Linked DNA regions of Zea mays: region 1 is linked to region 2. The links are chromatin contacts, called in public Hi-C maps. All regions are on one chromosome and are shown on one strand. Each heading gives the region's core, a stretch centred on a gene start, on an enhancer-like site or on the middle of the called end of the contact. The rest is flanking DNA. Distances are from core to core; before and after follow the strand shown. Region 1 holds the start of LOC100273549. Region 2 holds the start of LOC542304 (abscisic stress protein homolog).

Evidence for each region. Hi-C and Micro-C count contacts between places; a contact is called where the count stands out from the background.
Region 1: a contact with region 2 is called in a Hi-C map of endosperm, with 2.5 times the contacts expected there. The contact joins the promoter of LOC100273549 here to the promoter of LOC542304 in region 2. A contact is called at or near these places in 3 of 25 Hi-C or Micro-C datasets (bundle sheath, endosperm and tassel).

Annotation. Positions count from the first base shown.
Region 1 is chr10:9,415,843-9,419,925 of Zm-B73-REFERENCE-NAM-5.0, reverse strand. LOC100273549 reads left to right here and starts at 1,677. Exons shown (of 15, transcript NM_001347205.1): 1 at 1,677-1,884; 2 at 2,062-2,171; 3 at 2,459-2,519; 4 at 2,605-2,925; 5 at 3,465-3,690; 6 at 3,805-3,917; 7 at 4,009-4,083. The coding sequence starts at 1,785.
Region 2 is chr10:8,665,578-8,669,595 of Zm-B73-REFERENCE-NAM-5.0, reverse strand. It overlaps LOC542304 (abscisic stress protein homolog), which reads left to right and starts at 2,178. Exons shown (of 2, transcript NM_001111891.2): 1 at 2,178-2,485; 2 at 2,617-3,024. The coding sequence starts at 2,255. The coding sequence ends at 2,802. It overlaps TRNAT-AGU (transfer RNA threonine (anticodon AGU)), which reads left to right and starts at 3,738; the gene lies at 3,738-3,811.

The DNA of each region.
Region 1 (4,083 bases), core at 428-2,927, 750 kb before region 2:
GACTCAGACTCAACTCGGCTCAGCTCGATTTAATTTTGTCGCAAGCTCTGATGACACCAGGAGGAGGACAGGGGAGCAACCCAGGGGCAACAAACGAATGACCCCCTCGAGTAGAACACAAGTCCCGACTGTAAATGCCACTCTTGACCTATAAAAAAGACTGGACAAAATACTCCTAAGCAATATACTTCCATCAGCACTATATTGGACTGGGCCACGGCCTGAACCAGTATGACCCCCCCCCCCTGTGCCATAGCTCCTTAGCGTACCCCACCGAACACAAATCTATTGTCCCCCGGTATGCATATCATTTACACACCGATTGATACATGTTATATGTACGTGTGGTGCATATTACCTATGAGTTAAAGTGATGCCATGAGTTAAACTGATGATTGATGAATCGTGTCTGTGTGTTAAATTGGTCTATGTGACTATGATTGTGGATTAAACTAATGAACATGCGTGCGAATTGATGAGTGATAAGCTGTGTTCATTTGGTGTTATATTGATGTAATATGTGAAAACTATGAGTATAATTACTATTTCATATCGTCAAATTTATACGTACAAACTAAAGAATGAGTTCCTCCATATATGTATGTGTGGCTAGTTGTGTGACCACTACATGTAAAAACTTTTAGTGTGTTGACTAATCCTCCAAATGAGGTGAAGCTGGACGGGTATCCATTCTCTAAAAAGGAACCGTTGCAGCCCATCGATCAATCCGTAACAACAAATGGACGGGGCCTAAGTTTAGTTGAGGAGAAACAGAACTAGAATATTACCTGGACCGAGGTAGTGCCGACCTTGGGGATGTAAAAAAATAAAAATAAAAAATCGGCGCATGAGTGAGAGTGACTAACCAATCGAAGCCGGCGACGACGCTACATACCTGGACAATATAAATTAGTTTTGTAGAATTGTCTTTAAGTCAACATTGTGTACACATTTAACCAAATCCATAAATCAGTTCCGATCCAGTTACATCCTTGAGCTAGGCTAATGTGGTACGTTTTTTTTTTTAATTTGACCTAATTGCAGCCAACCTTGAGGCTAATGTAGTAAAGTACTACACTTTTTTTTAATCTGATCCAATCATGTCATCCCATGATTTTGTAGCTAAATATGTTACTTTATTAAATGAATTCCAATCTTTCTTAAATAAAGGAATCCAAACGCTCGTTAGTAAAATAGGGTTACCAAACTAACGACAGACACACTTGGTCGATAACTTCGGTATTAGAAGTAAAGTATTGATTGATACCGACACCCTGTAACTTTTTAAAGAAAACAAAAGAAAATTGTTATTGCACGCAAGGTGGTCGTCTTCGTTTTCATCGGCGTGCAAAACAGAACTTGATGACGAGGCCTTGGTAAAGTAAAGAAAGAGAACAAACCCTGTGTCGGAAGACACAGCAACCGCCGTCGCCCTCCCCCGCCAAAATCGCAACAAGAATGTCCACAAGCCACAGCCTTGTCTTGTCTTCTGTATCTACATCCTCTCGCAATTCCCCATCGTCTTCTACCCTTCTGTCCTCCGATCCCCACCCTCCGGTTAACTCCTCACCAAGAAAAAGGAACCGGCCGTCCTCGTTCCTGTCGTCGCTGTTCTTTCCTCGCCATTACCGGCGTATAAAACCAGCCCTCGGCCTGATCGCACAGCATCCGGCCAAGCGGGAGTAGTCCCTGTCGTCTGTCCACCACCCTCTGCGAGTACGTCTCCTCCTCCCGTCTGTCTCTCTCTGTGTGTCGGTCTGCCGTTCCCGCCGCCGCCGCCGCAGATGGGCCTGTTCAGCTCGCCGGCCAAGGTGTACAAGCCGGCCGCCGACGTGGACCTCGGCCCAGGCAGCGACGAGCTCTACATCAGCCCCAATGTCAAAGGTCTGCTGCCCGCTCATCCTGGAGAATTCTCGGTGTCCTCAACTCAGTCGTTCTATTAGTAGTAGAAGAGAATCTGTAATTCTGCTGATCTGAACCCAGTTCAGTTCAGTTCAGTGCTTGGAGTAGAAGAGAACTGAGAATTTTTTATCCCCCCCCTTGTCCTCGCTCGACCTCCAGCTCCTCGGGTCGCCGGGCTCCTGGTGAAGATCTTCGTGTGGATCCTGGAGATGCCCATCGTCGGGCAGATCGTGCTCTACATCCTGAAGAAGGACAACCTCATCAACAAGGTGCAAAGTCCATCCATCTCTATCCCCCTTCCGTGAAAACTCCGCTGAATTCAAGAATCAAACCTCTTTTCTGCCAACGCTTCCGTCAAACGAACTGAAAGTTTGGCCCCAAGTTTGACTAGTTCAGACGCTGCCTGCCTGCCTGCCTGTGAAACGAACTGAAAGGCAGCAGCAGCCATCAGCGGAAGGCACGGCACGTACGGCACTGTGGCGACAAGAGTGTTCTGCAGTATAGTTCAGCGTCTTCTCTGACCGCTTCTAATTGTACTTGTACCCACTGTTGGCAGCTGGTGTCCGACGCCGACATCCCGGAGCCGCCGCTGTTCACGGCATCGCACAGCTGGGAAGGTGCTCTGCTCTGCTCTGCTCTGCCGTCCCTGTCTGGCCTGACCGACCGAGCGAGCGCACTGACGGACTGTCGTTGCTGTTCCAGACACCCCGGAGCAGAGCGTGCGGCTGACCAAGCCCGACCTGTCGGCGGCGGAGCGGGTCCAGGAGGCCGTGGGCTGCCTCCCGGCGCGGCTGGAGGCCGCGCTGGCCGCCGACGCGCGCGGCATCAGGCGCTGGACCGTCCGCGACTTCTCCGACGCGTACAGGTCCGGCGAGGTGACGCCTGTCCAGGTGGCGGCGAGGTTCCTCGCGGCGGTGAGGGAGAGCTCGGGCCCTGGCGTGAGCAATATGGCCTTCTTCATCAGCTGCGACCCCGACGACGTCATGAGGCAGGCCGAGGAATCCACCCTCAGGTACCAGAGAGGTACTGTATACTACTACTACTACATTCCTGTGCATTTCTTTGATGGGTGAAAAAAGATGGTCAGGCAGGCAGCCTTTTGCTCTGACGACGGGTGGGAGAGCTTTCACTAGTTTGTCTGTAGCTCTTGGCTTTGCAACCAGCCAGCCGCCATTGCCGGTAGCAAGCAGTAAGTAACTAGCAGCCACATATAGGGAGGAGGACTGAGGAGGCGTACAAGAAAGAGAGTCGCCGAATTCTCTGAATCGGCATCTGAGAGAGTTGCAGGTCGAGTTGCTGGTGCCTCTGATCCTCCTGTCACTGCCTGGCGTAAAGCAGCAGCGAAGAAGCCGAGAGTTCTTCGCCTTCGCCTTCGCCTGCCTGCTCCATGCTTCCATCCGTATCGGCGGCTGGCGCATTCACTGCAGGCCGGCCGGAGTAGGCGGCGGGGCCCAGGCTGTGATAATAGCAATTGATTACTGCTGCTTTTGCAATCATTCGTCTCGTTGGTCAGCTGCGAGCGAGCGCGACGGACATGACAACATGACATGGTGTGCGTGCAGGGGCGCCGCTGTCCGCGCTGGACGGCGTGCTGGTGGGCGTGAAGGACGAGATCGACTGCCTGCCGTACCCGACCACGGGCGGGACGCGGTGGCTGGGCGCGGCGCGGCGCTGCGAGGCCGACGCCGCGTGCGTCGCGCAGCTGCGCGCCTGCGGGGCCGTCCTCGCCGGCAAGGCCAACATGCACGAGCTCGGCGCCGGCACCAGCGGCATCAACCCGCACCATGGGTACGCGCTGCTGTTCCGGGTCACGCGCCTTTTTTTTCTCTCTCTCCCTGTTCTGCGCCGTGCCTGAAACGTTGCGTGATGCGGCTCCGTCCGTCGTCCGCGTGCAATGTGCAGGTCGACGAGGAACCCGTACAACGCCAGCACGATCGCCGGGGGCTCCTCCAGCGGCTCCGCCGCCATCGTGTGCGCCGGCCTCTGCCCCGTCGCGCTCGGCGTCGACGGAGGCGGTGCGTGCGCGTGCTGATCTCCTCTGGCCTCTGCTGCAACAAACAAACTGACACTATCACACTAACCATGCATGCCGTGCGTCAATTGCAGGCTCCGTCCGGATGCCGGCGGCGCTGTGCGGCGTCGTCGGGTTCAAGCCCACCGCCGGGCGCCTCTCCAACGCCG
Region 2 (4,018 bases), core at 929-3,428:
TACGCTCTCATTGTCAAGACAGAGTTATTAATGCTACGTACTACCCATTTATCTAATCGCTGATTGATGGACGATCAGTTGGAGAGAATTGTGCCTGTGCCCCACGCGCATTGCCAATGCAATTTGGTGGTGTGCTCCTTTATGCGCAAAGGAGCGGGAGATATTATTTGGAACGTCTGGTTGGCTGTAACCGGTGGAGGACGGATATGTAGCCCAATTTGTTTTTTTTTTGCTGCAGAAAAAAGAAAAAAGAAAAAACGCAGAATTCAGATTATAATCCTTGAATATGTTGAAATATGAGATATTTTTAGATTAAATTCCGAATATAAATTCGGAGCAAATTAGAAGAGCTGAAGTATAAGATCAAATCAGATGATGCGTACTGATCAGACATACTGATAGATATAGATGGCCAATAAGCCTGAGGTCCGCGAGCCCGGCACGAAGCCCGCTGTTTGGGCCCGGTCCGAGCCCGACACGACCCGGTTGTATGCGTGTCCAGGCCGGCCCGGCACGAATAAGCGCGCTGGGCTCGGACAGAAAACTAGGCACGGTGGGCTAGCCCGACACGACTCATTTACCTTTAAGCCTGTTAAGCCCGTTTTTACACTAAAACGTGTTTAACGGCCTGCTTAGCCCGTTTTTCGACCCGTTTAGACCCGCTGCGGGCTGGGCTCGGACAGAAAATCGATCCCGCGGGCTTAGACGGTCCGACCAGGTTTTCTAACCGTGTCTAACAGACCGGACCCAAAACGGGCCAGGTTTTAACAGGCCCGGACCGGGCAGGGCCGTTTGGCTATCTCTGGCATATAATGACAACATAGCGCACAACCGCAAGAAGAATATTTTGCGGTGGTTAAAGCGGGCGGCCGCGGGGTTTCATCCCTAGTGCTGCGACCTCATTGTGAAGTGTATAGATAGATTGACTAATTTTTTCCATCAACTTAAGCTTTTTAGATGACTGATCAATATGTTCACAAAAAAGATTTTCCTGCTTAAATATAGTAGATGTATATGCCTCATGAAGAATGCAATCATCTTTGACATGAATGGACACAGACTGTAGATGAATGTTAGTTTTTTTTGTCTCCATCAGTCGAATCCGCGGGACCCTAAATCGATCAGCGAAGAGGAATAAATATCTTCGGTTCAGGGTCGCCATCGGCATTCCGTGTCTTAATGCGAGGGAAGCTGTATCTTGGTAGCCTTTTGCATTATTTTTTTTTCCAACCGGCCGACACCGTCATCTTCTCCTCGTGAAAAGAGATATGATCCGGTTGCATTAGTACTAGATGTGTGGAAACAAATCATATGCCTGATATTTTAGGCGCTGGTGGTCGGTGTGAAAGAGCGAGAGGAGGAGGATGAGACTGAGAGGTGCAGCCGACATATGGGCACACGTGTCAAACCCATATAAAAGCTGGCTTCGGTGTGTGGGGGAAAAAACTGCTTTCCGGATATTCCAAGGATCATCCGTCTGCCCTGCCGACACTGTATCTCAGCTTGCTTCGACCACGAGCTCGGTGGGCCCTGCCGCCCAACTACATCTGTGGGCCCACCGCCCAAATAAGCTGCCCTGTCCGGTTGGGCAAGCAGTAAAGGTTTGGAACATGTTCGTTTGGTTTTAATTTATACTAGATTCTATTATTTTTATAGTATTTTTGTCTTTATGAATTACAACTCTAATAGTCAAACAACTGACTTTAATCTTAAACGATCTTAGAGGATGTTTAATTTACGAACTAATTTTTAGTCCATTTATTTTAGTTTAGTCTCTAAATTATTAAATATATAAACTAAAATAGAGTTTTGGTTTTCGTATTTAATAATTTATGGACTAAGCTGAAATAAAATAGATGGACTACAAATTTAGTCTCTAAAAATCAAACACCAACTTAGTAGGTTGAGTACCAGTTTTGTAACAATCTGTATTATCTTATAAGGGAATAATTGTATATTCGATCATGCAAATAGTTGAATCATGTATATAATATAAAGATGTTCTGTAGACGGTGCATATCGCTTCTAATTAATCATGTCTGAATTTTGATAATAATGATACGCGTACTGATTTCCACCACCGTCCATAATGCCATGCCAGCTCAGTCCACAGGGCCCCTCCATCCGGCTATATAAGACGATGAGCAACTGCCAAGCAACAAGCAAGAACAGCTGTCGATCCAATTGTCACTTGCTCTCCCTCCAACAAGCTAATTAAGGCCGGTCATCCCTCTTCTAGCTCGTTTCATTATCCATGGCGGAGGAGAAGCACCACCACCACCACCTGTTCCACCACAAGAAGGACGAGGAGCAGCTCGCCGCCGGCGGGTACGGCGAGTCCGCCGAGTACACGGAGGCCACGGTGACGGAGGTGGTGTCCACGGGCGAGAACGAGTACGACGAGTACAAGAAGGAGGAGAAGGAGCACAAGCACAAGCAGCACCTCGGCGAGGCCGGCGCCATCGCCGCCGGCGCCTTCGCACTCGTACGTAGTCCGTCCGATCCGATCCTCCTTGAGTAGTATATATATATACATACATGAACGAGAAAGAATAATATATATATTAATCGAACGAACTGAATGACGGTCACCTCGTGTGACGTGGACATGCACAGTACGAGAAGCACGAGGCGAAGAAGGACCCGGAGCACGCGCACCGCCACAAGATCGAGGAGGAGGTCGCGGCGGCGGCGGCCGTCGGCTCCGGCGGCTTCGCCTTCCACGAGCACCACGAGAAGAAGAAGGACCACAAGGAGGCCGAGGAGGCCGGCGGCGAGAAGAAGCACCACTTCTTCGGCTGATTGATCCTCCCGTATCGTCGTCCCTCCCCGTGTGCTACGCGTGCGTGTGAGAGTGATATCGAGCGCCCGCCGTGTTGTGCGCGCGTACGTATGTATGCGCTCGTGTGATGCACGAATAAGCGTGGCTACGTAATCTATCGTATGTATACGTGTGTGTATGCATGTGCTTGTGTATGATCGTGGTACGAGGACCGAAAAAATGTATGCAACTCTGATTTACTTACATGTTTAGTTGTTTACGTTTCTCCAAAAGTATTAGTACCCATTATGTTATATTTTACTATATTATATTTTATTGATTATTAAACTATGTATGGATGAAATTACTATTTCAAGCTGGTAGCTAGACCGAGATAAAACTCGTCCGTGTTGTTTTAACGGGTGTATTAATTTTATTCCAAGTTAAATATTGTTTACGAACCTAGAGAGAAAAAAACACGCACATATAGTATGAATCATATATGTCGGTTTTACAAAATGTATACATTTTCTAAATATGTGAATCGTATATATATATAGTATATGAGAGTACTGCGGCTAATTAAAGCTACCTGTACTACTAAGATCAAGAATAACACATATCTAAACTGCAAAAAAAAAAGATAGAATAAAACACCTTTCTAAAAATTTACGTACTCACAAGTTTAGAAAAGGACCACATACTCACAAGTTTTTTTTTTAAAAGGACCACATACTTGCATTTTATAATTATCTAAAAATTCATGTTCACATTTATAATAAAATTGTAAATGACGAATAAGCTGAAGAGTAAATAATGATCGGCATGTGAGATCTTGGTCTCTCATTATACCAGACCTATTCATTAACCACATTTGGATACGGAACAACAAAAAAATGTCTACAGATGGAACGTTTTGCAAGTTCATAACTTAACTTTTGATAACAATAAGTTGAACAAAACAAAAGAAACAAGAGCTTTCGTAGCTTAGTTGGTTAGAGCACCCGTTTAGTAAGCGGGAGGTCTTGAGTTCAACTCTCAACGAATGCATTTTTTTTATTTCCGTTACATTTTTAACAAATGAAATAAACATTTGAACGAGTCGCTTTGCTAAGAAGTTGCAGATGACGCAGCCTGACTTACAGGAGAACGCACATTTTTACGGGATAATCCATGATTATTGAGGTAAATAAAACCTGAGTTAAATAATTTTATCTACTTAGCAAAAATTTACGCGCACATAACTATATGTCGGTT